Regions from separate parts of the Mus musculus genome. Here regions 1, 3 and 4 are each linked to region 2. Evidence: chromatin contacts called from public Hi-C and HiChIP or PLAC-seq data. All regions are on one chromosome and are shown on one strand. The core of a region is the stretch at or near the end of the contact, and the rest is flanking DNA. Distances in the headings are between cores, read along the strand shown.

Region 1 (3,372 bases), core at 230-2,729, 150 kb after region 2:
CCAGAGCCACCTCCAAAGAGACGAGGAGCTCCAAGCACCTGCAGCTGCCCTCTGGGAAGGACTCCAGGAAGAGGAGGGGGCGGGGCGGCTCCTGGAGCAAGGAACTCATCCACAAGATAGTGCGGCAGAAAAACAGGCGCCACGGGCAGCAGGCACCACGGAACCAAGTCTCCCATGTCCCCCCGCTGCCTGGAAGACCACCTAGCACCCAGGAGGGCAGGCTCAGCGGGCAAGGCTGTGCCTCTGAATCTGAGGAAGAGGCTGGTATGCAGCAGCGGCGGGATTTGGGGGGTCCTGCCCAAGGCTGTTCCCCCCACAGCCGCCAACGGTGGCGCCAGGGCAAGAAGAGGAAGAAAGAAGATTTGACCCAGAACCCAAGGAAGGTCATGCGGCAGGAGGCTGGTGAAAATGGGGGCTCTCCCACTCCAAGGACTCAAAGCCTGTTGCCGAGTTCGGAAGCTGGAGAAGTCTCTGTGGAAAGAGGACTTGAGCATCGTGGCCATCCCATAATAGCCCCAAAACATCCTCCCCGGGTCCTCGCCACCACCAAGACCCAGGAGAAAAACCATGCAGCCCTGGACTTCCCCCAGGAGGGCGAGAAGCCTGAAGTTGCTGCTGATACCACTGAGCTCAGAGAGAGACCCAGTTCTCCAGCTCACTGTGGTGGGGAAAGCCCCAGACCCGCTGCTCCAGTGCCAGCACGGGCTGGCAGTCCATCAGGGAGCCACCCTGAAACACTATCGGGAAACAGCGTGCCAGTACCAGATGCAGGCTGTCTTCTGGGCACTTCTGGATGCATGAAGCCCCCGACTTTGCATACCAGAGAGGACTCTGCCTCCCAGCCTGGAAGGTGCCTGGTACCCATCGATAAGCTGGCAGACATGTTCTACACTGAATCCAGCCTCCCGGTTTTCAAGAACTCGAGTCCTGGTTGTGACCCTGACCACTGTGACAGGCGCTCTCTAGAGTGTCCAGCTGCCAAAAGAGGATCCCTGCCTAACAGTGACACCTGTGAATTGTTCCTTGGATCCAAGGACCTAGCCTACTGTTTCCCTGACGATCTGTACACCAAGCCTTTAGCTATGGACCCGTTGCCTGCCCGAAGCTGCTACCTTAGCCAGGACAGTATGGAGACCCTTGAGTCAACACCATCCAAGAGTCCACCCTACCCAGTTGAAACAGACCCAGGGAAGGTGCATTCGCCACTGACCTTAGAGTCCACATCCCTGTTTGCAGGGCTGCCTGAGGACGGATTTGACCCACCACTCTATGACAACTTGTCAGCAAACAGGGTCACCCACGGACCACTGGCAGGTCCTGACCCTCTCCCTAAGAAACCTCTGGCAGATCCTCTGTACCCGCCATTCTTGCTGCTGGAGGAAATTTCTCCGGTGCTGCCTGGCTCCTTTCCTGGTCTCTCCAAGGGAAAGACAGTCAGCAAGCAGTGTCCCTCGGAACAGACGGTGCCTCCCCGCCCTCCCGCTGTGCCTGAAAAGGGAAGTGAATGTAGCAATCTGTGTGAGGACGAACTGGAGATCAAAAGATTGGTGACTGAATTAGAAAGCCAACTGCAGGGGGAAGGGAGCACAGTGGGCACCTCGGGAGAACCGGAGGAAGCTACACAGGAAGGCAAGATGGACACAAGCCCAAAGCAGGCCTCCCTTCTACCCACAAATCCAGCCACCTCAGCCCAGAGGGAGCCAGCAGAAGACATTACAGGTCTTGAGGGATCAAGTTCACATCAGGAAAGGGCCCTGAAGAACCCCCAGAAACAGTGGCCCTACCCAGCTTCCTGCCACACAGAAAAAGCAGCACCTCCCTGTGGTATCCAGGAGAACCCAGGATGCGGGGCTCCCCTCAGCCTGGAAGGATTCACACTCGGTCTTCAGAGAACTCGGGAGACCATTATCCCCGACGCAGACAGTCAGATCCCCCTAAGTGACCGCCTGCCTGACTCCAGCAACCAACAGGTGGCCTTGCTGCATGCTGGGAGTTTAGCCAAGGACAGCCCGAAGCATGGGCTTTTGTTTCCTAAAAATAATGAAGCCCCTGGGACCCAGAACTCGAATGCCCCACCGCTGCTTCCTGGTAAACACACAAGAGGACATTCTCTAGACCCATTCTGTGAGGCCCAGGAGCCCTGCCCAACTTCCCCTGCACTGGAAGGATTCAACAGCCCCAGTGCCCACCCGGCCCTAGAACCCAACTTGATACTTAAGGGTGATGAGGAAGTCACCTCCCTTCCAAGTGCCAGTCTCAGCCATGGCTCTAAGGGTCACTCTGAAGACCAGGCAGGGAGTTCTATAGGAGCTGTGCTTAACAAGCCTATTGCCAAGGACCTGGACTTTAAGGGGGCGTCTGCACCTGCAGGGACCTCTCCACAATCCACCCTTCAAAGTGGTGGTAGGGCTTGGTCTCATCCCGTGCCAGATCCTCCCTGGGAGCCCAGTGCCAGCATTGGACAGAGGCGCCAGGACCCAGCCTGCTGTTCCTTTCCTCTGCGTCAGGTCCTGGATGCTACAGCCAAGAGCAGAGAGAACGCCCAGGGCCTTCAGTCTGGGGACCCCTCAGTGACAGGAGGGGCCCGTATGAAAGAGGACTCCTCAAGGGCTGTAAACGTGTCAGCTCTTCCTGCAAACATCCAGAAGCAGCTGAGGTCCAAGGCAGATGGACGTCTTGGCTCGCCTAGTCAACCTGAAAAGATCAAGGGCCAGGGTCAAGCCAACAGACTCCAGCCAAAAAGCTGGAGGAGCCTGGAGGACCCAGATGCACTCAACAAGGTCAGTGCCCATTTGGAAGCTAGGCCGGCCAGGGGCAGAAGGCCACGCCAGGGGAACAGAGCAGCCCGGGGCCTTAGGAGACAAGCACTGTTCTCCACCAGCCCCACCGACCCTGATAGCACATCCTTGCTTCCAATCCAGAAGGCTTGCCCTCTCCAGAAGGAGCCTGCAGAGAGAAGCCCAGAGAAGGCCGCCAGCCCACAGCCATTGTTTAGCCAGGAGAATCCCGCTCCCTCCAATAGAGACCTGGCCGCATGTGTCTTCTCCACCAGGCCTCAAGCCACACCTACTCCCAGTGACCTTGAGCCGATGCCCCAGGAAGACCCTGAGACCAGAGTCAAGCCTAGTAAGCCACTAGCACCTTCCTCCTACAGAGACCTACCCAGCCCCGATGATCAGCCAACCTGTCCTGTCTTGGTACCTCTGGGTGCCAGTTATGGCCTAACCACCAAAGAGGCTGAACCCCCAGCATCCCCTACACTATTGGTGACAAGCTGCTGTGGCCCTGAAGAGCCTTTATCCCAGCACTCTCTGCTGGGGACCAGCAGTCCCAAGGACCCTCCCGTAGGCTCACTTGGCTCCATCAGTTTCT
Region 2 (3,570 bases), core at 480-2,979:
CCTTCCCCATGCCAGGACAGTGCCGGCCAAGAGGGAAAATGTTGATGCTCTGTCTTTAGGAGGCAGCGTTGGGGGAAGCAGGGCTGGGTTCCACAGTGCGAGCAAGAGCCAAGTGCACCGTGAGGGCTGAGTTCCGCGAGAGGTGAGGGACTCGCAGACATTTATAGAATAGTTCAGCTGGAGACAGTCCTCATTGCTCTCTTAGAGAGCACTTTCTCCATGACTTCAGCCTTAGAGGGGGTCATGAGGCAATGCGTGCTGGACATGTTCTGAGAACCCAGGGCTTTGGAAGCCTCAGAGGGGTGGCCTGACAGGCTGCTCTTTCTTCACGTGCTATCTTTAAGCGGAACACACTTGGGCGAGGATGTGATTGGGCTTCAAGGCGTGGCTGGTGGCTTGCAAATTGCCTGTTGTCAGGACTCCAGCTGGGCTGTGTTGTAATCACAGAGATCTCAGCAATAAATAATGAGTACATAGGATGTGCTGTCAGAAGAGCACGAGGCTTTGTAGTGTAGACAAATGACCCCCCCCCCACCCCCCCTTCCCAGTCTGGAAAAGTCGTGAAGATGAGGAGGCCAACAGAGGGCAGCAGGGCCTGGCTCTATGATCTGGAATGACTTATGAACTAGGGTGGTGAACGATCAGTAGCCATTTTCTCAGGCAGCAGAGAGGGATCGTAGGAAAATATTCGACTTATTAATGTGTACTCTGAGCTGTTGTGAATGAGTGGGGGCTTTCTGGGGAGGTCTGAGATGATCTGAGAGGCTTCAGGGGACTGGTGTTATAGGTTAGACCCTCTGCCATCCCTGGTCCAGGTAGGAAGTAACAGAGTTCTTGAGACGTATCTCTAGCGCCTAATCCTGCTTTGGTAGGCAAGACGGGGACCATCCTCACTGGATGGATGAATAATGGCTTGTGTAATTTTTAAAGAAATCATAGAAATGGGATGTGACTCTGAGACCTCAGTGTCCCAGAGACAGAAGAAGGGCTGGACATGTTAGGCTCAACCCCAACGACTCTTGCTACTTTCTTTATGCCCAGCTATTGAAACAGAAATCTTGCTTGCGTGTGATTGATGGTCTGTGTAAATTGTGGAGATTCCCCTCTAGGTTTGTGAAGGCGGGATGGAGCTTCGAGGAGGGCAGGAGGATGGCCCGATGGCCAGATAATCGTTCCCATGGTGATTAACTTGGGAAGCTGCAAGGGCTCCGCCAGAGGAGACTGTGCTCTGCCTCTCGTGAAATCATCGAAGTTCTGCTTCCACGTGAGACCGCAGCCCTGCGCTCTGACTCACCCCTTCATCCATCTGTGTCTGGGACCTCAGAAGCCAGACCCACCCTTTCCTTTGGCAGCTGGGGAAACTGAGGTCCAGAGAAGGGTGTGGATGTCCCAGAGCAATGTTGACAATGTCATGTCACTTAGAGGATAGTACCTGGACCCCAGTCTCACTTCATCTGGGCAGCACCTGCCCCTTGGAGCTACCAGCTCGGGGGCAGACTGGGGTGGTCTGCAGGTTGTGGCTATGCACTAGCTATGTCAGAGGCCAAGCTGGCTCCCAATGAGAGGGTCCCGGTATTCTTAGGAGGTGGAGGGACCTGCTCTGGTGCCGCTTTCCTGGTTCTGATCAAGTGTGGTGGAGGAGGGGAGCCTGTGGCTTTGGCAAGGAGGGAGGGAAGCTGGCGGGAGGGGAAGGAACCGAAGCTGACACAGGAGATCACCAGATGATCAGGAGACAGGAAGTGGGTTTGAGGGCCACCCTCTCCCATTCTTTCTCTTCTTCTGACTGAGTTCGGTTTATAGCCCCTGACCCCATGATGTCACCTCATGGCTGTGGCTGGAAAGCTTGTGGTGGCAGGGGGCGGGGGGTGGGGGGGGCGAGCATGAGCTATGACTGCGGCCCACTTCTGCTGGATCCAAAACACAGGCCAGGAGCTCCCAGAGCCTCTCTGCAGCCTTGGCTTCTGCTGTTCTCAGGGACAGTGGCGAGCACAGCCTGTGCCTTTCGGAGCTGGGGGTGGGGTGGGGTGGGAGGGGGTACTCTGAAAACCCTGTTGCTTCTTATTTGGATCGGGTCCCACCTGGGTTCCCTGAAGCCAGGACATCCTGTTCCGTGGTTCTAATGTGTCTGTTGGTTTTGCTACCAGCCCTTTTCAGGGAATCTCATGGCTGGATCCTGTGTATTGATGATTCACTGGGTTCAGGCTTGGCCACAAAAGTGGCCACATGGTGGTCACGGCTCCGTGGTCTGTGCTGAGGCTGACCTTGGAGGGAGCTGCCACGTTAGTCTCCCCGTCAGGGCAGAGTGTCTGGAAGCAGGTATCAATGTGGGAAAATGTGCAGTTTGTTACCAGGTCTTGTCTCCCTGTGGAGAGGTGGGTAGCCATTCACCAGATGGCGGGTGCTCTTCCAAACAGTTACCCAGACTCCTGAACCCAACACGAGTGCCCCTGGTCACACTATGAATGTATTCTCAGGCACACAGCAGGTGCCACATCAGTGAGTAGCCCATAGGGTTCAGGCTCAAAGGGAAGAGATGCCCTCCCCAAGGCACACAGTGAGAGAGATTCAGGTTTAGAGGAGGCCTCAGCAGCCATGCCACTCATCTACCACAGGATGACAAGCCACCTGTCCCTTGCTGTACTAGTCCGTGGATATGCCACAGGTCGAGTATACCCACCGGGCGAGTTTAACCTGTCACCCCTACTAGTGCTAGGTATCCACAGATGCGTAGCCAATCACCCTGAGCTGCTGGGCTCCTCATCCATAGATGTGTATGCAGCCACTCCTTATCTTAGTTGTCCACGGATGTCAGTCATCTACTTACAGTTGTACTAACGATCCCTGCGATGTAACCGCCCACCTATTACCCACTGTACTAGTTATCCCAGCTAGGTAACTGTATGCCCCTTACCCTCTGTAGATGATTTACTAATAACCCCTAAGGTTAGAACTTCAGTCTCAATTCTGTCCGTGAATCTCTGTGACCTTGAGAAAAATCCCCAAGTCAGCTTCTGTCCAGGACGATGGTTGTGCTGGCTTCTTAAGACACCGAGAAATACAAGGGCTGATGAGATGGGGAGTGGCTTCCACACATGAGGCCGGAACTCAAGGCCCAGCCAGTGGCTCGAATTCAGAGCCTTGGAGGTCAAGGTGGTTTGGCTCGGCAGGTGACATGGCTGCTGCCCACCCTTTGCAGTCCCTGCAGTCTGAGTGGCCACATTCTGTCTTGGATTGTCCTGGTGAATCTTTGGGTATACCGGCCATTGCTAACCACTGACCGCATCTGACCCTCCCCTCCCTCTAATACATTTCCTGGGGACCCCCTCCCCCTCCTTCTCTCTGCATAGTAGAGGGTTTCTGAGGAGACTATAAATGCTTTCTGGGGCAGTTTGTCCAGTCCCGAGGGCAGACACTGCTGGTCATTCAGATAGTGGGTTTGGAAGAACACCCTCATCAGCCTTTGGTGGCACCAGAAACTCTATGGCCCCTAGGTCTGGGATCTGAAGATAGGTAGGTGTAGGCTCCCTGAGGACCCTAGGACCTGTGAGCTGCCCCCCAAGGCCTCTGGAC
Region 3 (3,583 bases), core at 579-3,078, 130 kb after region 2:
GTCTTCTTTCTCTCCATGACCCTGCCCTTTCGTTGGCTGTCCTTGTCCTCAGGGGCTCAATTAGGAACAGAAATACAATCCAGACACTACAAAAGGGAAGCTACTGTCTTGTGAGCCCATGATACGTGCGCTGAGTGGGTTTCAGACAGAGGTACATCCAGGTTTCCTGGCAGTGGTGTCAGAATCAGCCACATCCCTTGGCTCTCTTATACCCACACTGGCTCCAGTCCCAGACATGCTCTTCAGGGTAGCTCGGAGACCATGTGCCCCATCCAATCACCTAATCTATGATGGATGAGCTCTTCTGCAGCCAGCTCCATTTCTATTCCTGAGACCTGCTGTGTAATCAGCCCCTTCCAGGGCTCCGGAGTGGGTGTGCCCACCCTCTACTCACCTTTGTCCACAGATCTCTAAGCCTGTTGTCTTGACGATGGTGACTGGCAGGAAAGACACAATAGTGGGGAAGAAAGGCTGGGTGGGGAATCAAGCTCTGGGGGCCAGAGGGCAAGGGCATGCCTCTGCCAGATTGGCAACATTGGCCATCCAGTGGGCGCAAATTTGGTATTAATACACATGGGAATGCATGACTTTGGTCTATGAGGTAGGCAAACTGAAGGACAGCATGAGGAAGGCAGGTGATAGGAAGACATTCATGAGGGCATGTGTTAACGTAGATGCTCAGTGGATAGACAGACAGATGGCTAGAGTTGATACATGCACAGATGACAGAGGGATAGGTGATTTTTAAAACTGCTTAGTAGGTGGGCAGTCCTCTGTGAGACAGGAGATTTGAACGAAGATTCCATGGCCTGAGAGTTGGGAGTCCCTACTGGAGAGCCCTGGGACTCTGTGCCACAGACCTATGGGAGCTCTGTGTGGGAGTGGGCACCAAAGTCAACAGTAGTATAGGTGCCTGTGCTTGTCTCCCACTGAGCACAGGTACCTGGGGATCAGAGTGCTGTACCTGCCCCTTGTGCACCCTGCCAGAGGCTGTTCCAGGGGCCATAGGATGCCCAGAAGCTGGCTGACCAGAGCCTTCCTTAGGCAGATACAGAGCCTGTTAGAGAAGATCAAACACAGGCACGGACTTTCTGTCTATAAAGAACTCACAGGAAGAGGGTCCGGTGCTCAGCGGGGCCTTTCATCCCAGCACCTGCGTGTGATCCGTTCATCGGCAGCCTGGCTCTGAGGCCTCCAGCTCTTTGAAGTGGCAGTGGGCACTGGGTCCTCCTCAGCGCTATCCCTGTGCTCACACCCTGGAGGAGGGGCCTCAGAGTAGGTACAGAGCCCTTGGAGCAGATGCCAGCATTTGGCATTGAGTCTGATCCCCATGACCAGGTTGACTCTCATGGCAGTGCAGATATCGTAGGCAATGCCGATGTCAGGCTCCTGTGTCTGTTGAGCCCACAGGAGAGTAGCCATCTGCTTTGCCACTGGCCCTGTCTTACTCTCATGTTTACTGTGATTTCTGGCCATCTGTGGCCCCCCAGACCCTTGCAGAGAGCCCCCTCACCCACGCCTGCTTCAATCCCTAGCATGCCACCTTCAAGGAGTCTCTCACCATCAGAGATGGCTGCCACACAGATACATAGCATAGCCACCGACCGGCAGCTTCTCAGTCTCGGCACTTCTAGATTTCTGCGTTCTTACCCAGCTACACATGGGGGCTGCTTTAGTTGGCAATTGAATTCTGGGCTCAACCCCCTGGGGGCATCTGGGGGAATGCCAGCACCACCCCCCACTTCCCTCCCTCTAGATAAGGAGGAACAGCAAAGCTCCAAGGCCCAGACTCATGATGTCACTTCCTTCCAGACTCATGATGTCACTTCCTTCCAAACTCTCAGGATGTCACTTCCTTCTATGTATGTAGATCACAACCAGTCAGGGACTAGCCTGGGTTCTGGGATGGGGACACAGTCCATGTCTTAGTACGAGGTGCCACACACCCTTGGTGGCCACATGATGTTCCCTGTAGTGTCACCAGGTTGGAAGATGGCAGTACTAGAGATTGAAACAGGCTTGGGTGAGGGGCCCTCCACAGGGATCTGGGGGCCACAGATGGCGGTGAGCCTCTGAGGGGTGGTGGCATGCAGAGATACTTGCCCTCCCGTGGACACAGGATCCTAATGTCCACAGTATCCATGATGTCTGAACTGCCCATATTTATACACCTGATGGTCAGTGCCTTGAGGGTAACTACAGCAGCTGCCATCACCTTTCCCCTCACCCAAGTCTCAGGATGAGTCAGTGGAAGTCAGGACCCCGGGCAGTAGCCCCCTTCCCCACATGGCCCTGAGCTCAGCAGATGGACAGATGGACGGAAGTCTGGGACATGAGCATGTGGTAGGAAAGACACCTCCAAGTCCCTGTTTTGGCCTCTGGTGGCAGAGGCATGGTGGCCCTGCCCGGGTGGCCCTGTGCTGTGTCATTCACTATTGTACTTCTCTGGACCTGGATTCTTTTCCAGGGACCCAAGGATCATGTCATTGCTGCTGCCTCCGTGGGGATTAATGCAGGAGTCCACACAGATATGGCAGTGGATCATGGGGTCAAAGTGACATGTAGGCGAGCACTTCTGTCACTGTGTTCCAGGGCCATTGCTGAGGCCACGAGGCCACAGAGCCTGGCTTCTGGGCTTGGGAACCTGTGTTAGGTTCTAGTCCTACCCTCGCAGGACTAGAGCTAGGGGGTGACCATGAGCTTCCAGCCCTTCAGGGGATAGATGGATGATGGATGACTGACCCTTAGACACAACCCTCTGAGGCTTCACATCCCTACAGCACCATCACCAGCAATCAGAAAGCTCCACACACCCAGTACAGTAGCTCCCAGCCTGGCTGAGGGACCAGCCAGCCGAGACAGCAGCTGCTCTTCCAGATGGAAGAGAGAGATAGGTCACAGACAGGCCAGGGCCCAGCCTGAGCCTCGGCATCCCTGGGATTACCCTCCGGCCTGCCAGCCAGGCCAAGAAGGAGCTCCATCTGGGCTGCTGTGGGTCATGGGACCTCCAGGCCAGGTGGCCTCCGGGGAGACCAAGGCTATGTCACAGCAGTCCTTCTTCTCAGTCCTGAGAACAGTGGCATCAGGAGGGCAGACCATGGCAGTCCCGAGCAGCCTCTTAAAAAAAAGTAGCTGGGCGATGGTGGCACATACCTTTAGTTCCAGCACTTGGGAGGCAGAGACAGGTGGATCTCTGAGTTTGAGGTCAGCCTCACTACAGAGTGAGTTCCAGGACAGACAGGGCTACAAGAAAAAAACACAAAAGAACAAACAAATTGAAAAGTGTATGTGGTGTAGTATGGTGTGTGTGTGTGTGTGTGTGTGTGTGTGTGTGTGTGTGTGTATGTATGTATGTATGTATGTATGCACATATGTGTGTGTATAGTGTGAGTGTATATAGTGGGTGTGTAATGTATGTGTATGTAGTGTGTGTAGTGGGTGTGTAATGTGTATGTATGTAGTGTGTGTGTAGTGTGTATGTGTGTAGTGTGTGTGTGTGTGTTGTGTATGTGTAGTGTGTGTAGTATATGTAGTATGTGTGTTGTGTGTGTGTGTAATGAATGTGTGTATGGTATGTTGTGGT
Region 4 (3,675 bases), core at 274-2,773, 220 kb after region 2:
TGGTATGGGCCATACCCTTGGTGCCAGCAGCTCTGCTGTCACAGAAAGAGAACACACATCAGCAGGCTCTATAGATTCAGTGCTTGACAGCTCTAGACCTTTGTTCCCAACAGAGACCAATGCATAGCCTGGGAATGCACAGCTCCCTGCCATGCCTCCAGTTATCATAGTGTTTGAACTACACAAGTCCTACTGCTATGAGCTACCAGGCTGCTGACCACCACTACACAACAGAGCAAAGCCCCCCACTCGGCATCCTATATAGACTGAGCCTTTCCCATCTCCACTCTTCTCTAGGGCCCAGCTGTGACCCTGATGGTGGATGAGAGCTGCTGGCTAAGGATGCTGCCCCAGGTCCTAACTGAAGAAGCCGCCAACTCAGAGATCTACAGGAAGGGTCTGTATCTCATGCCTGCCTCCCTCCCCGCTAAGGTCTTTCAGAAGGCAGGGTCACTTGGTTCTGACTGGTCCAGCTCTTAAAGGGACACCAGCTTATCTGGGTAACAATCAAACTGCCTGAGAGAGCACCCTGAACCCCATCTGAGAGGATGATGGACAACCTTTGGAGCTGCAATCCCATGCGAATCATAACCACTGACACAAGAGCTAGAGGGACCACCCTGGGCCCTCTACAGCCAGCCCCTGAACACAAGAGCTAGAGGGACCACCCTGGGCCCTCCACAGCCACTGAACACAAGAGCTAGAGGGACCACCCTGGGCCCTCCACAGCCACTGAACACAAGGGCTAGAGGGGCCACCCTGGGCCCTCCACAGCCACTGAACACAAGGGCTAGAGGGGCCACCCTGGGCCCTCCACAGCCACTGAACACAAGGGCTAGAGGGGCCACCCTGGGCCCTCCACAGCCACTGAACACAAGGGCTAGAGGGGCCACCCTGGGCCCTCCACAGCCACTGAACACAAGAGCTAGAGGGACCACCCTGGGCCCTCCACAGCCACTGAACACAAGGGCTAGAGGGGCCACCCTGGGCCCTCCACAGCCACTGAGAGCTCTGCTTCTCTACGTGGGCTTAGGGGGAGACTGAGCAAGAAGAGCTTCCGGGGACCACTGAAGGCAGCCTGCACTAGAAAGGAACACGCCCCAACACCAGATTGGATGTTGGCAAGCCGTCAGCCATGTGCTTGCACCACCAGGACTGACCTGCCCATAGGCTTCTACAACACAGTTCTGCCCAAGTGTGCCATCCACAGAAGACAGAGGCCCTTATAGGGATGATACTGATAAACATGACCTGATCTGGGTGGGGCCTGCAGACAGGGTCACAGTGACCACAGGAATCCTGTGGACATTGTCGCTTGATTTTTCCTGTATCACTTGGCCCATAATGGGACTTACACAGGCTCTACCCTGCAGCTCAGCTCCTACTGCCACCTTAGAACATACATACTCCCTTTTCTTTTCCCACTTTCTGCTGGGAGTGGCCACTGGCTTGAGACTGAGGCCAGAAGTGTCCCTACTCACAGCTCACAGGGTTCCAGGCCATGTGGCAGAACTGCTGGCCCAGGACACCTGGGTTTTTGTGGATTGAGGCTGCCCTCTACAGGCTACTGTGGGAACAGCACCAGGCCCATGCCCAACAGATTGAAAACCTGCCTGTTCTGGAGCCCAATGCGTTAGGACACCCCTCTACCCCAGCCAAGTGATAGTGATTACATACAACCCCCTCATATATCCCTGCCCATGTCTACCCTTTTACTGGAGATGTAAGCTCCCCCAATCCTTGCCTCAGACACAGGATAGCACACCACAAATCCAGCCAGCCACGAACGTGAGCCTGAATGCAGCCACTTCCTGCCTTTTGCCCAGACTCAGTCATCCCTGGCCATACAGCAGGGCCCCAGGGTGGGAGACAAAGGGAAGCACCCCCATTAAAGGCCCAGGATCATCACAAGTGCCTGTACCCTACAGATGACGCCCTCTGGTGCAGGGTTACCAAAGTGGTGCCTTCTGGTGGACTGCTATATGTGCGCCTTGTCACCGAGCCCCATGGTGCTCCCAGACACCCTGTGCAGGAACCAGTAGAACCTGGAGGCTTGGCCCCAGTGCACACCGACATCCAGCTGCTGCCCCAGCAGGCTGGCATGGCATCCATCCTTGCTACCGCAGTCATCAACAGTAAGTATGTGACTCCCAGGGGCAGACTTTGGTTGACACTCAAGTCAAAGGTTAGGGCAGATCCTGGGGGGGGGGGTGGTCAGCATGCAAAAGGTCCAGTTTACACACACGGGGAGGGGGGGGCAGGGGATAAATTATGCTCCAGTAAGACACTGAACTGAAGGACAGTACCCAGCTGATGCAGAGTGACCCGAGTGCTAGATTGTACATGGCCTGCTACCATAGGAAGGGCTCAGCCCCAAGGGACCTGGTGCGGGCCCCCTGAGAAGTAGAAAGAGAAGGTGGTGGCAGGCATGGGTGTAATATATGCCTAAAGGCAGCAGTAGGAGCTGAGTCCTCATGTCCCCTGTGCAGGGACAGGAGAATCCCCAGTGCCTGGGTGGGTCCTACGATTAGACGGGGCCTTCAGGGACACAATGAAAGGAGAGCTAAGCCACCAAAAGCCAGTACCTCAGCCTGGAGCTGTCAAGGCCAGGCCCTTCCTCATCCAGTCAGTACCTCACCCCCACTTGTACCCCTACCAGAGGACGTCTTCCCCTGCAAAGACTGCGGGATCTGGTACCGTAGTGAGCGGAACCTGCAAGCCCACCTGCTCTACTACTGTGCCAGCCGCCAGCGTGCAGGCTCTCCTGTCTCGGCGACGGAAGAGAAACCCAAAGAGACCTACCCCAATGAGCGTGTCTGCCCCTTCCCCCAGTGCCGAAAGAGCTGCCCCAGCGCCAGCTCGCTGGAGATCCACATGCGCAGCCACAGTGGTGAGTGCCCCGTGCCTGCCCTGGCCAAGCCAGGCCCTGCACTGGACTGGTGGTCAGGAAAGCTTGCTCTGCCACCATGTGCTATGCAGTTCCCCGTCCCTCCACAGCCTAGCGCAAGGCTTACCTGTGGCTATATGCACACTTAATAAAAGGCTGGGTGTGTACTTGACGCTGGGCGGCATATGACTGATGCGAACTAAAAGGGCCAGTGTTCCTTCCTTGTCACTGGGATCCATCTCTGTGTTCCAGGAGAGCGCCCCTTCGTGTGCCTCATCTGCCTGTCGGCCTTCACCACCAAGGCCAACTGTGAACGCCATCTCAAGGTGCACACAGACACGCTCAGCGGTAGGTGTGCTGGAGGGGGCCGGGATGGGGTCTCTGGGGCTAAACCTGAGCCCCAGGAACCTGACCACAACAGTGTGGCCTACAGGTGTCTGTCACAACTGTGGCTTCATATCCACCACAAGGGACATCCTCTACAGTCACCTGGTGACAAACCACATGGTGTGCCAGCCAGGCTCCAAGGGTGAGATCTACTCACCAGGGGCTGGACACCCAGCAGCCAAACTTCCTCCAGGTAAGCAGCCATACTGGAGCCTCACTGGCCCTTGGATAAGTGAAGGGGGGAGGGGCCTGTCCATAGGCATCACATGGTGTCCTTGTCAACCCTAGAACCCCAATCCCTTCTGCCTACCACATCCTACCTAGGGCCTGCCCTGGGCCTGACATGCAGCCCTGTGTTCTTGTAGACAGCCTGGCAGGCTTTCAACAGCACTCGCTGATGC

Evidence for each region. Hi-C and Micro-C count contacts between places; a contact is called where the count stands out from the background. HiChIP or PLAC-seq counts read pairs in DNA pulled down with a chosen protein or histone mark.
Region 1: a contact with region 2 is called in an H3K4me3 HiChIP or PLAC-seq map of bone marrow-derived macrophages, with 3 times the contacts expected there. The contact joins two enhancer-like sites. A contact is called at or near these places in 4 of 39 promoter capture datasets (the 3T3-L1 cell line, frontonasal cranial neural crest and trophoblast stem cells), 1 of 15 datasets of contacts at CTCF or cohesin (embryonic stem cells), 15 of 484 Hi-C or Micro-C datasets (bone marrow-derived macrophages, differentiating embryonic stem cells, embryonic stem cells and 2 more), 7 of 115 datasets of contacts at active chromatin or transcription factors (T-cell acute lymphoblastic leukemia, bone marrow-derived macrophages and embryonic stem cells) and 2 of 9 other capture datasets (adipose tissue and embryonic stem cells).
Region 3: a contact with region 2 is called in an H3K4me3 HiChIP or PLAC-seq map of bone marrow-derived macrophages, with 3 times the contacts expected there. The contact joins two enhancer-like sites. A contact is called at or near these places in 6 of 484 Hi-C or Micro-C datasets (the MC38 cell line, bone marrow-derived macrophages, nephron progenitors and 2 more), 3 of 115 datasets of contacts at active chromatin or transcription factors (the 3134 cell line, bone marrow-derived macrophages and embryonic stem cells) and 1 of 9 other capture datasets (adipose tissue).
Region 4: a Hi-C map of the C2C12 cell line shows a contact between it and region 2, with 2.6 times the contacts expected there. The contact joins two enhancer-like sites. A contact is called at or near these places in 1 of 15 datasets of contacts at CTCF or cohesin (embryonic stem cells), 9 of 484 Hi-C or Micro-C datasets (the C2C12 cell line, cerebellum and embryonic stem cells), 3 of 115 datasets of contacts at active chromatin or transcription factors (bone marrow-derived macrophages, cardiomyocytes and embryonic stem cells) and 1 of 9 other capture datasets (pancreatic islet).

What each region holds. Positions count from the first base shown.
Region 1 is chr8:122,262,927-122,266,298 of GRCm38.p6, forward strand. It overlaps Zfp469 (zinc finger protein 469), which reads left to right. Exons shown (of 3, transcript NM_001362883.1): 3 at 1-3,372. Among named protein-coding and RNA genes, the nearest start is that of Zfpm1, 18 kb to the right of the region's middle. Within about 2 kb of position 1,480, at least 25 of the 459 cell types and tissues checked have an H3K27ac peak or open chromatin away from gene starts, as enhancers often do. A contact at or near this core is called in bone marrow-derived macrophages, where this site is marked.
Region 2 is chr8:122,110,707-122,114,276 of GRCm38.p6, forward strand. It overlaps a transcript of Zfp469 not described here. Among named protein-coding and RNA genes, the nearest start is that of Gm34413, 18 kb to the left of the region's middle. Within about 2 kb of position 1,730, at least 113 of the 459 cell types and tissues checked have an H3K27ac peak or open chromatin away from gene starts, as enhancers often do. A contact at or near this core is called in the C2C12 cell line and bone marrow-derived macrophages, where this site is marked.
Region 3 is chr8:122,240,608-122,244,190 of GRCm38.p6, forward strand. The region is part of intron 1 of Zfp469 (zinc finger protein 469); the gene reads left to right. Among named protein-coding and RNA genes, the nearest start is that of Zfp469, 12 kb to the left of the region's middle. Within about 2 kb of position 1,829, at least 8 of the 459 cell types and tissues checked have an H3K27ac peak or open chromatin away from gene starts, as enhancers often do. A contact at or near this core is called in bone marrow-derived macrophages, where this site is marked.
Region 4 is chr8:122,331,793-122,335,467 of GRCm38.p6, forward strand. It overlaps Zfpm1 (zinc finger protein, multitype 1), which reads left to right. Exons shown (of 10, transcript NM_009569.4): 5 at 298-397; 6 at 1,929-2,135; 7 at 2,660-2,890; 8 at 3,140-3,235; 9 at 3,321-3,467; 10 at 3,640-3,675. Among named protein-coding and RNA genes, the nearest start is that of Gm46056, 11 kb to the right of the region's middle. Within about 2 kb of position 1,524, at least 25 of the 459 cell types and tissues checked have an H3K27ac peak or open chromatin away from gene starts, as enhancers often do. A contact at or near this core is called in the C2C12 cell line and bone marrow-derived macrophages, where this site is marked.